Regions from separate parts of the Sus scrofa genome. Here region 1 is linked to region 2. A link is a contact called in public HiChIP or PLAC-seq data. All regions are on one chromosome and are shown on one strand. Each heading gives the region's core, a stretch centred on a gene start, on an enhancer-like site or on the middle of the called end of the contact. The rest is flanking DNA. Distances are from core to core; before and after follow the strand shown.

The links. HiChIP or PLAC-seq counts read pairs in DNA pulled down with a chosen protein or histone mark.
Region 1: an H3K27ac HiChIP or PLAC-seq map of alveolar macrophages shows a contact between it and region 2. The contact joins two enhancer-like sites. A contact is called at or near these places in 16 of 47 Hi-C or Micro-C datasets (alveolar macrophages, differentiating spermatogonia, embryonic fibroblasts and 10 more) and 1 of 2 datasets of contacts at active chromatin or transcription factors (alveolar macrophages).

The regions. Positions count from the first base shown.
Region 1 is chr12:40,842,539-40,849,020 of Sscrofa11.1, reverse strand. No RefSeq gene overlaps it. Among named protein-coding and RNA genes, the nearest start is that of CCL2, 46 kb to the right of the region's middle. Within about 2 kb of position 1,455, at least 6 of the 83 cell types and tissues checked have an H3K27ac peak or open chromatin away from gene starts, as enhancers often do. A contact at or near this core is called in alveolar macrophages and retroperitoneal adipose tissue, where this site is marked.
Region 2 is chr12:40,752,946-40,759,278 of Sscrofa11.1, reverse strand. No RefSeq gene overlaps it. Among named protein-coding and RNA genes, the nearest start is that of CCL8, 14 kb to the right of the region's middle. Within about 2 kb of position 1,433, at least 15 of the 83 cell types and tissues checked have an H3K27ac peak or open chromatin away from gene starts, as enhancers often do. A contact at or near this core is called in alveolar macrophages and retroperitoneal adipose tissue, where this site is marked.

The sequences.
Region 1 (6,482 bases), core at 206-2,705, 90 kb before region 2:
TTTCCTTTGGTCTCCCAGGCCTCCCCTCAGTCTCAAAAGTCTGACTCAAGAGTTAATGATTAGGAAATATTGATACAGCTAAAAACCAGTTCAAACAGTCTGGATGCTGCTATGCCCAGACTTGGCCCACTGACTTTACGACCAATGGTTACTTTCTAGTTAGAGTTACATTGCACCTAGTGCTTGCTTTTGTAATCGAAACCCTCCCTGACACCCCTACATTTGTGAGCCATCTTCACTGCAGAGAGAAGGTCAAGGTGCCAGAACCCTGAGACCACCAAGAAACTGTCACTGGACACCTGACTCCTGCCCTGATGACTTTGAAATGATCTATGGAGTGAGAGGAATGCAGGCACCCTGATCCTTATCCACAGCCTTTTTTTTCCAAAATAATCCTATAACCACCTCCCCCCCCTGCTCTCCTCTCTCCAGGAGGACACAGTTATGAGGCATCAGCCGGCTGTGGCCTCCTTTGCCGGGTAAAGCAATAAAGCTGTTCTTTCTGCTTCACCCAAAACTCTGTCTCTGAGACGTCATTGGCGCCGGTGTGCAGAGGTGGGTTTCGGCTGCAATAGTCACAAGGAGATGAGATGGGGGCTGCCTTTACTCCTATTTTAAAGCTCTGTGGTGAAAAGCAGGCCCTGAAATTCACGTGTGTACAGAGGTCACACCCTTGGTAAAAGCTGGAGGCAGCGCTAGACCCCTAGATTCAGATCTGGACCCCAGACCCTTAACTTCTCAACTGTTTATTAAATGACCATGTTAACAAGCCTTGTGGGGAGCGGCGGCGGCTGCTGTCTGTAGAGGGAGGCCTGGTCCATTTCTCCCAGGGGAGGCAAAGAATGGCCTTTCCCACCACCGTGTTCCTGGGGGGGCACCCGGAGGCACTCAGGGCTCCACTGTTAGCTCTGCCCAGTGTCCCCAGCCCTTGGGGTCTTCTTTCAATTTTTTATTTGGCTGCACCTGCAGCATGTGGAAATTGCCAGGCCAGGGATCGAACCCGCGCCACAGAAGCAACCCGAGCTGCTGCACTAACAACATAATCCTTAACCTGCTGGGCCAACAGAGTACTCTAAGTCACACACTTTCTTGTTCTTTTTCTTTCTTCTTCTTTATTTTTTTTTCTAAGGACCGTGGTCATAGCATATGGAATTTCCCAGGCTAGGTAGGGGTCGAATGGGAGCTATAGCTGCCGGCCTACACCACAGCCACAGCAACACAGGATCTGAGCAGCAGCTGCAACCTATGCCACAGCTTGCTGCAACACTGATCTTTAAGCCATTGAGCAAGGTCAGGGATCAAACCCACATCCTCATGGATACTTGGGTTTGTTTCCGCTGAGCCATAATAGGAACATCTGATTTTTTCCTTTCAAGCTACTGAATGCCAAGAACAAACTGTGGAAACGCAGTGTCTGCCCGCTAGAGCTCTCATGCTGGGGGCAAGATCATATGCAAATTCAGGCAAAAACAGAACCACAGAGAGATAATTCTGTGGGTGACTAATGAGCACGTGAAGCGGGGTGGGGGGGCACTGAATTTTTGCCTGGTCAGGGAAGACTTCCTGGAGGAGGAAGCTCTTCCACTTGAGCCTTTGCGAGTGAGGAAGGCTTGAAGGGATGATGAAGTCAGCATCCAGTCTCGGGGTAAGCGTGGTGCTTTGATGGGGAGGGAGGTCAGCTGGCCTGGATGAAGCATGGGGAGAGGGGCTGGAAATAGGGCTGGAGGAGTGGGTTACGGACAGACTGTGGAAGGTTCCAAGGACCCAGCAGAGGGCCTTTCTTTTATTTTTATTTTTTAGGGCAGCACCCACAGCATATGGAAGTTCCCAGACTAGGGGTCAAATCAGAGCTGTAGTTGCCAGCCTACATACACCAAAGCCACAGCAACGCAGGATCTGAGCCACATCTGTGACCCACACCACAGCTCGCAGCAATGCCAGATCCTTAACCCAGGGATCGAACCTCATGGTTCCTAGTCAGATTTGTTAACCACAGAGCCACGACAGGAATTCCTTGCTTTCGTTTTTGTTTTTTTTTTTCTTTCCTTTTTATGGCCGCACCTGTGGCATCCGAATCAGAGCTGCCACCACCGGCCTACACCGCAGCCATGGCAACACCTGATCTGAGCCCATCCACGACCTACACCGAACCACATGTAATGTCTCTAAACCAGTAGCTGGAGATTGTAGCACGAGCACCTGACCCTTAGCTTTTGACTGGAATGTGAGGGGTTGACATAAAACTTTTGATGACTGAGGCATCCGCTTCAAAGTCGTCTGTTTCAAATAAGCACATGGCCAGCTACACAACTAGATAAAGGGCGGGGCCACCCCACCGATAAAGTTCCCCTTTTAGCAAGTCCTGGCTGACCTAGCTCCCTGACCTCTTAGGGACCCCTCTTTTCCCTTCCATGCTTTAATTCCTTCTCTTCTGTTTTAAATTCACCAATAAAGATGAACCTGCAAAACTCCGGGCACCCCACCCTCACCCCAAAAAAGGCAGAACCCCAGGTCTGAGCCCTGTCTCTCTGTCTCTGTCTCTCTGTCTCTGTGCAACCTCGCTGTGTGGTCCCCGGTTTGCTGTCTACCCTCTATTTTTTTTTTTTTTTTGTCTTTTGTCCTTTTTTAGGGCTGCACCTGCAGCACATGGAGGTTCCCAGGCTAGGGGTCTAATCAGAACTGCAGCCACCGGCCTACGCCAGAGCCGCAGCAACTACAGTCTTTGAAGCACTAACTTCAAGGTCCTTGAGTTTGTTGAATGTCTGAATTACTCCTACTGTTTTCTTTTTTCCTCTGTATTTTTTTTCACTCTTCTGATTAAATTGGTTCTTTGACGAAGGTTTTTCTATAGATAAAAAGGCAGGTGGCGGACGGGAGTGGGGGGGGGGGGCGCGTCCATTCTGGGAAGGCCACTCAGGGTCCGGCTCCGTTACATTTTTTTCACTCCTCAGCCTGAAATACTGCTCTGAGCTTTCCCTCCCTCACCTCGGATCGCTCCTCCTCACTTCTCCCGCACCCCCAAAAGTGCCCTCAGCCTCCATCCCCAACTCCCTAACCCACACCTGGGCCGAGGTTTGAGGAATGGCCACACAGGAGAGCACGCAACTGAACAGTAAATCTCAGGCTCCTTTCTTGGGTCAACGCTCACCCTCGAGCCCACCTGCGCCCACCTTACGGGGTCCATCCTGTGCCCGGAGCCCCTTCCTCCGCCTCCGAGGGCCTCTGTCCCTTGAGGTCCTTCCTTCCCCGCCCTTACACCCACTCATGGAAACTGAAATGCTTCTCCAGTAAAAGTAATCGCTGAGTCAGGAAGTTCCCTTTCCACTTTCTAACATCAAGAAACAAGCTCTTGGAGTCCCTGTCGTGGTGCAGCAGAAATGAACCCCACTTGTATCCAGGAGGATGTGGGTTTGATCCCCGGCCTTGCTCGGTGAGGTAAGGATCCAGCGTTGCCGGGACCCCTAGCCTGGTAACCTCCAAATGCCACTGGTGTGGCCCTGAAAGAAATGAGCTCTTTATTTCCAAGCCTTCCCTTCCTGGGGAGGCCTGGAGATGGGAAATTCTTCAACAGCAGCAGCCTAAAAATCCTTTCCCACGTGGAAAAGCAGGTGTCCTTCCTCATCCGGGGAACCCGTCGGTTTTCAGTAACACTCATTTCCCCCCTCTTTTTGCACCAACACACACACATTTTCAAAGCCCAGACCTCATGGACTGCTGCAGCATCGCTTGGCCTCTGGTCAGACCACCTCTATCTCCTGTGGACAGGGCCCCGAGGGATCCTGGCAGAGAAATGACAGCCAAGGAAGTTGATGCAGAGGCTCAGGGCCCAGGAGGGTGCCTGGTTCTGGGCCTGGCCTGGACACATCCCCCCTCCTCTGGGTGCCGTACCCTCAGACATGCTGGTTGAGGGATGGTGATTATTCACAGAATCTTCGAATGATTTCTAGCTCAGAGGAGCTGAGATTTGCCTGTAAGTCATGAAAGGGAGTCTGAGCTCAAAGAGACATCAGACTTTCCAGAAACTGAGATCATTCTTGACCGGGAAGTCAAGTCCAATACGCTGACACCACCAGGCAGAGATTCACAGTGGTAAGCGGTCCAGACGGACTTTTTCAGGACCACGCTGGGAGCTGAAAAAGAACAAGAAAAAAAAAAATGTTCACCAACTTCCATTTGTGTGCCAAGTGATATTCAGGGATCTACATGCATTATCTCAAAGCTTTTAAAAACTTTGAGATCAAATTTCCACAATACCGTTCACCCCTTGAAACTGTACAATTCAATGGCTTTAGTATATTTAAAAGTTGCGCAACCACCACCATTATTTAATTCCAGCATATTTTCATCACTCCAAAAAGTAATCCCATATCCATTATACGCTCCCTGTTCCCAGCCCGGGGCAACCACGAATCTAAATGCTGGCTCTATTGATTTTCCTCTTTTGTGCATTTCACGTGCAATATGAGGTATTTTGTAATGGGCGTCTCTCAGTTAGCATAATGTTTTCAAGATTCATCCACCCTAGAATATGTATCCGTACTTTATTCCTCTTGACGGCAGAACACTAACCTTCGAATGGCTTTGCAATATTTGGTTTCTCCAGTTTCTCAGTGGATGAACATGTGGTTTGTGTCTACGTTTTGGCCAACGGGAATAGCGATGCTATGAACATTTGTGTACAAGTTTCTGTTTAAACATATGCTTTCCATTGTCTCGGAAAGCTCCCCAGAGTAGCCTTGCAGGGTCATAAAGTAACTCTCTTTCTGACTTTCTGGGGAAGTGTTTTCTCTCGTGGCTGCACCATCGGGCCAGTAACAAATGAAGGTTCCAACTTCTCCACATTCTCACCAACCCTCACAATCACCCATCTGTTTGATCATCGCCATCCTTGTGTGTCTGCAGGGGTTGATCACTGAGGTTTTGATTTGCATTTCCCTGATGACTAGTGAGGCTGAGCAACTTTCACGTGCTCCCGCAGCTTTTGCATATTTCTTTCTATATCTTCTTTGAGGGTCACGTTCTTCCAATCCATGCTGCTCAACTCAGCCTTTTAATTAGGGCGTATCCTCTATCCACCCTGAATGTAATTATTGATGAGATAGGATTTACATCTGCCATTTTGTTCTTCGTTTTCCATGTCTCACGTCTTTTTTATTTTCCTGTGCCTCTATACCTTCCTTTCTGTTCAATGGGCATTTTCTAGTGTAACTCAGATTTTCTCATCTTGTCTTTCACTATCCTTTTTAAAATTTATTTTCTTAGTGCATGCTTTGGGAATTGTAATTAACATCTTAATTTATAACAATCGAGTTTGGGTTAATATTAACTTAATTTCAATAGTATATAAAAATTTTTTTCTATATAACTTCATTCTTTAACCCTTCTTTTTTTCCTATTATTGTCAAACAAATCGCTTCTACATGCATTATATGTCCATTGACACATATTTCTTTCTTTTTTTTGTGTGTGTGTGTGTCTTTTTGTCTTTTCTTGGGCCGCATCTGAGGCATGTGAAGGGTCCCAGGCTAGGGATCGAATCGGAGCTGTTGCCACCGGCCTACGCCAGAGCCACAGCAACGCCAGATCTGACCTGCTTCTGAGATCTACACCACAGCTCATGGACATGCCAGGTCCTTAACCCACTGAGCGAGGCCAGAGATCGAACCCGAAACCTCATGGTTCCTAGTCAGATTCGTTAACCACTGCGCCATGATGGGAACTCCAACACATATTTCTTATTAATTGCTTTACATAGTTTGTCTCCTAAGTCAGATGGGAGAAAAATAGAAAAGAAAAATACAAACAAAACACACACACATACACAAATGTTGTTACTCTCTTTTTTATTGATCTGTGTAGTTACTTTTACCGATGTTCTTTATTTTGTCATGTGAATTTTAGTTTCTGCCTAGTGTCTTATTTCAGCCTGAAGGACTCTCTTTCGTATTTCTTGTAAGACAGGTTTGCTAGCAGCAAAATCTCTCAGTTTTTATCTGAGAATGTCTTAATTTCTCCTTCACTTTTAAAGAATAGTTTTGTCCAGTGTAGAACTGGTTGACAGGTTTTGTTTTCAGGATTTTGAGTAAACCGTAGCACTACCTTCCGGTCTATGTCATTTTTGATAATCTGTCAGCTGTTAATCTTACTGGGGATCTTTTCCTGGGATGAGTTGCTTCTTTCTTGCTGCTTTCAAATGATCTCATTGTCTTTGGATTTTGACAGTTTGCTTATGATGCGTCTTTCGGTTTTTTTCTATTTGAAGATGGTTGAGCTTTTTCTGTAGGTATATCAATGGTTTCCATCAAATTGGGGGATTTTCAGGCCATTATTTATTAAAACACTCCTCCCTCTCTCATTCTCTCTGCCCAGTCTCTTTGTGAGTCCTGTTATGCATATGTTGGTACAGTTTGGGATGTCCCACAAGTCTCAAAGCTTTGTTGATTTTCTTTTTTCCTTTTGTTCCTCAGACTGGCTAATTTCAA
Region 2 (6,333 bases), core at 184-2,683:
AAACACTCGCCAGCTGTGACACCAGCATCACTCAGAGGCCGTCATCCCCACAACACATCAGCCACGATCTTCTGTGGCCCTGAGCCCTCAAAACTTCTGGTCCTCACCACGATATCTGGGGCTGCTCCCTCCTATTCCTTGTGGTCCTTTTTTAAAAATTATCATTATTTCTCTTTTTATGGCAGCACCTGCGGCATATGGAAGTTCCCAGGCCAGGGGTCAAAATGGAGCCACAGCCACAGCAATGGCAGATCCAAGCCGCATCTGTGACCCACGCCAGAGCTTGCAGCAACGCTGGATCCTTAACCCACCGACCGAGGCCAGGGATGGAATCCACATCCTCATAGAGGCGACCTCATCTCCTCAACCTGCTGAGCTGCAGCGGGAACTCCCCTCCTGGTTCATTTTTCATAACGTTCCTGAAACACCATCCCCCCGCCTGCAGCATGTCTCAGTTTGGAACCAAGAGTTGACGGGGGGGCGGAAATGATGACAATTGGATTGTCTCATACTTTGAGTCTCTTCTCAGAGACCCTCAGCCATGCTTTCTCTGAAAGTAACAACTAGTCAACTTACTGAGAACTTATCAGGAGTCACCGTTCAGAGCACTTTCTGTACATCCGCGCCTTTAACCCTGGCAAGTTGAACTAGTCCCATTTCTAGAAGTGGATCCTGAGATCTGGCTTCTGACTCTTCACCGTTTTTACATCTCACGCTGATATGCCCAGGGCTTTTGTCTGGTGGGCAGAAGCAGGCGTTTTGCCTTGTCTCAGGGGGCACTCTGACCTTTGCCTTGAGGAAGTTCCTAGAGGGAGGGGGCTGCAGCAGTTGAAGACCGTGACCCTTGACCTATGGATCTGACACCCTCAACAGAGAGGCTTCAATCCCCTCTGGCCATGGCCCCCGTGCTGTCCTGCACACCTATGTGTCATCCACAGATTTCCCTTTTTATTTATTTATTTATTTATTTATTTATTTATTTATTTATTTATTGGTCTTTTTAGGGCCATACCCATGGCATACGGAGGTTCCCAGGCTAGGGGTCGAATTGGAGCTCTAGCCGCTGGCCTACCCACAGCCACAGCAACACCAGATCCGAGCTACATCTGCAACCTACACCACAGCTCAGGGCAACACCAGATCCTTAATGGAGCAAGGGCAAGGATGGAACATGTGACCTCATGGATACTAGTCAAATTTGTCTCCGCTGAGCCACGATGGGAGCTCCCATCCATAGATTTTCAGAGGAACTGTCTGCTTGCGCAGAGGGGGCCAAGTCAGAATCAAGGATGAGCACAAAGTGCAGGGGTAGCTGGACAAATGTCCCTAAAATACTTCTAAGCCAGTATTTGATGCAGTGCTTTCTCCCCAAACCTTGCACAGTTCCCTGCCTCTGCACCAACTGTCCACTAGAGGGAGCCAATCCCCAGCAAGCAGAACCCACATGTGGCCTGTGTTCACTTCTGTGGTTCCAATTGTCTCCCATACCCGGTCTTGGGAGGGCGCAGGAGGAATTCAACTTGATCAGTACATCTCACTTCACTTGCCCTGGTTGATTATTGGGGTTCCGCCTATGATTGCACTTGGGGAAGACTGACAGCTAAGCTGAGGTTTGAGAACCACAGCATTCCAAGATCTTTATCGGCCACGTAGCTCTGATCTCCTCTGATGCTAAACCCAAGAGCTTTATGACTGGGATTCCTCCCTTCAGCCTGGGCTCTAATTTAATACCCTCCTGCTTTCTAACGAAGTCTTTAGCAAGGAGGAGTGTTGTAAGCCTCTGGCTGCAATCCCGGCACAGGGTCGAGCCCCTCGTGGGGATATTCTCATCTCTCTTACGACCAGTTTCCTTTCTTCCTCCCTTATCTACAGAAGGCTTCTCAGTGAAAAGGAAATGGAGTCCTTAAGACGATCCAACTTAGAGCATTTCCTACTCTTAGGCCGGGCATGACTGTACCTCCTCTTCCTCTCTGCGCCCTGTTGCTCTTGGCACAGAGTGGAAGATTGTGCGGTCTGGGCTCACTGGTTCCCTTTCTTTCTTCCAGGAAACCTCTCCAAGCCCCCACCACTTACTCTGCAGATTTTAGGTCTCATTTCATCATTCCTTGGCCTTGACCCCGCCGAGGGAAGGGCTTCTTGCCCATCCTGCTAACTCTCTACCTCCTGAAAAATAAAGGATCACAACACTATAAAAATCAGGCAGAGCAGCCAGAGGAGCAAAGAGGCTGCGACACATCCATAAGCTGCCACGATTTTAGGAAGTGGGGGTCATGCCTCCAGTGAGTGGCCTTTTGCTTTGGCTGCTCTCCATGCCAAGGTTCAAGTCAGACGGGGCCATTCCGGCACTGGGGTCCAGTGCCTCACCATCTCCCTCTGTTCTAGGAGACATGCCCACTGGCAGACATCACCGCGGGCACTGGCTCCAGGAGGACTGGAAGGGACAGTGCTCCAGATCTATACTCGGGGCCAACCCACTTCTGACTCCACCATTGCCTGCCTAGACACGGTTCTATTTTATTTATTTATTTATTCATTTATTTATTTTTAGGGCTGCACCTGTGGCAAATTGAAAGTTCCTAGGCTACGAGTCCAATTGGAGCTGCAGCTGCGGGCCCACACTGCAGCTTGTGACAACGCCACATCTTTAACCCACTGAATGAGGCCAGGGATGGAACCTGTCTCCTCATGGACACCATGTCAGGTTCTTTTTTTTTTTTTCTTTTTTTCAGTGCCACACTGGGGCATATGGAAGTTCCCAGGCTAGGGGTCCAATCAGAGATGCAGCCTACACCACAGTCACAGCCATGAGGGATCCAAGCTGCATCTGTGACCTACACCACAGCTCATGGCAATGCTGGATCCTGAACCCACTGAACAAGGCCAGGGATCTCACCTGCGTCCTCATGGATACTAGTTGGGTTCCTTACTGCTGAGCCACGAGGGGAACTCCCACTATGTTGGGTTCTTAACCCACTGAGCCACAGTGGGAATTCCTGGACACAGGTTTTCATCAAGTCTCCAGCAAGGCCCCCACAGTCCTGGGAGCAATTAGCATCTTCATTCAGCCTCCGGCTGGGTTCAGTAGTCCTGTGTGCCTCTTCTGCCCCAAGATCCCATCTCTAAATGCCCATCAAGAGTAACCCCTCAACAGGAGTTCCTGTCACAAAGGGGAAACGAATCCAACTAGTATTCTTGAGGGCTCGGGTTCGAGCCCAGGCCTTGCTCAGTGGGTTAAGGATTGGCGTTGCCAAGAGCTGTGGCATAGGTCGAAGATGTGGCTCAGATCCTGCCTTGTTGAGCCTGTGGCATAGGCTGGGAGCTGCAGCTCTGATTTGACCACTAGCCTGTGAACTTCCATAGGCCATGGGTGCGGCCGTAAAAAGCACAAAAAAAAAAAAAAAAAAAAAAATAGTAACCCCTCAATCTCCAATGGAGTGAGTTTGAATAGAGACAACGAAGATGCCACCGTGTGTATCAGCACTCAGAAGCCCCTCTGGCACTAGGCAAGCCTTGAGCAGAAGGTGGGGGATGGTAAGAGGGCCGGGTTGGCAGAGGGGGCGGGGTGCAGGGGGGAGGTGAGGCTGTCTCTGCCTGGACAACTTCAACTAGAATCTGCTTGCACTCCCTTAGTTAAGCCACCGCTTTTCATTTCAAAGAGCTCTGATAGACAAGAGGTCCCACCAGGAACCAGGGGCCAAACACAGATGCATCACCATCCTCCCTCTTCGTTAGGCTGTGTCCCTGCACTAAGCTGTCAGCGGAGACCTGCAAATCATTTCCCCTTCCGGGAGGCTCTGCCGACCCACCCATGGACATGCTTCTGCCCTGCAGTGATGGCTTCAGGCAGTGAATGGAAATCACTAGACCACTTCTGAAAACGCACATTTCCAGGCTTTATCCCAAGATTCTGAGTCAGCCCGTGGCTTAGGGAAATATCCCTTTCAGGTTTTTTTTTTTTTTTTTTTTTTTTTTTGCTATTTCTTTGGGCCGCTCCTGCGGCATATGGAGGTTCCCAGGCTAGGGGTCGAATCGGAGCTGTACCCCCGGCCTATGCCAGAGCCACAGCAACGCAGGATCCGAGCCGCGTCTGCAACCTACACCACAGCTCACGGCAACGCCGGATCCTTAACCCACTGAGCAAGAGCAGGGACCGAACCCGCAACTTCATGGTTCCTAGTCGGATTCGTTAACCACTGCACCATGACGGGAACTCCTCCCCCTTTCAGGTTTTTAACCGGTTTCCCCGGGGACCCAAGGCTGGGTCTAGGTGCTCCTTTGTGCTGCCACATTTGGAGTCTGCCCCCACCCCCGTCTTGAACATGAACTTGCATGGCTGTCTTTGTAAGGACCGGACACTTCCCTGGCCTCTGCTCGTCTCTGGTCCTGGCTCGTCACCGAGGAGCCAAGTCCCCTGCTGAAAAGCACTTCAGCTCTTTCTTTTAACGCCTCTCTCTGTTGTTTCTATGCGTCAGGTATCTCTGAATTAAATCTGGACCTAAGCTATAAAATATAGCCTGGGCTTGTGATTCTCAAGCTGCTCTTCTCCACCCGACCCCGATGTTCCTTGGGAATCACTGAAGATGGAGGGGACCACCTTCCACGGCAGCAGCCTCCTTTCCTTCCCAAACTTAACTCAGCCCGGTCCACACCCCGCACATCGTCTGTCTAGACCACAGGCTTGCCATCCACCCGCTCCTAAAGTCAGGGCACGTTGTCATATGTGCTTTCACGAAGTACCAACTAGGAAGCCCCCCGCCCCACCCCGACCCTGCTTCTACAATCTATACCACAGCTCATGGCAATGCTGGATCCTTAACCCACTGAGCGAGGCCAGGGATCAAACCCGCAACCTCATGGTTCCTAATCAGATTCATTTCCTCTGCGCCACGATGGGAATTCCTCTTCCTATTTCTATTTCTTGCTTCCAGAGGCACCTTCTGTATCACGCCATCTCACTGGAATAGAAAAAGGTCCTGGAGTTATTTTGTGGCCTCCCATGTGGACTGAGGTTAAATGCAAGCTTGCTTCCTAAACCTCGCTGGACCATGTGCATCCAACATGATGCAACTGGCGGGGACAGTCCCAGAGCTTTAAAAAATTTCCATCCTAGAAGGGTTTAAGTTCCTCCTTCTTCTAAGAGGAAATTCTGAAGTCTGGGTTATGTTTCATGTTCTGAAACTTCTGCATTGTGAAGAGGTGATACTGTGCTTTCAAAAAGGGGACAATACAAGCGGTAGAAGCTTTAAAGTCTCATAAATAAAGAAGAAAAATAAGTGAATTCTTAAACTAAGGAGACTACCAATTCACAAGATAAAAAGCCTAAACCAGTAACATGTACATAAAAATACCAACAGATAAATAAAAAGTTAAAGTTTCTGTTTACTTTTTTTTTTTTTTCTTTTTAGGGCTGTGCCCGTGACATATGGAAATTCCCAGGCTAGGGGTCAAATCGGAGCAGCAGCTGCCAGCCTTTGTCACAGCCACAATGATGCCAGATCCGAGCCACGTCTTCGACCTAGACTGCTGTTCACTGCAAGGCCGGATCCTTAACCCACTGAGCGAGGCCAGGGATCGAACCAGCATCCTCACAGACACTATGTATGATTCTTAACCCACTGAGCCACAATGGGAGCTCCTCTATTTCCTTTTTAACTGAGGTCATACTTCTCTAAAATAAAGTTGAATAAAGTTAAGACAATTTTATACATGTTTACACTCCGTGCAGCCACCACTCAAATTCAACATTGATAGAATTTTCCAAACCCCAGAAGTGCCTCTGCCAATTAATATCCCCCAAAGGGAGTATTTAGTCTGAATTCTATCAGTGTAGGCTGGTTTCACCTATATGCAAGATCATATTTTTATTAACAAAGCATCATACCTTTTTAAAGAATAATACATTAGTTTTCTACTATTGTCATAATAACATACCACACAATCAGTGGCTTAAACAACATAAATGTATTATCTCACAGTGCGAAAGGTCTTATCAGACTAACTTTAAAGTGTTGGTAGAGCCGTGTATCTTTCTAGAAGCCCCTAGAGAAGAATCCCTTTTCTTGAACATTGGCGGTATTGGCAGAATTCAATTCCTTTGGGTTATCGGATTGAGATCCTTGGTTTTTTGCTATCAGTTGAGGGCTGTTCCCAGCTTCTAGAAGCCACCGCTATGCTTGATTCAGAGCCCCTTCTGCCATTTTCAAATCCAGCAACGGCAGCCCCTCTCACACACAGTTTTCATCTCATTCTTCTGTCTCTATCTCCGAGGCAGCAGGAGAGGGTCTCCACTTTTAAGGACTGTGTGATGAGATTGGATCCATCTGAATAACCCAG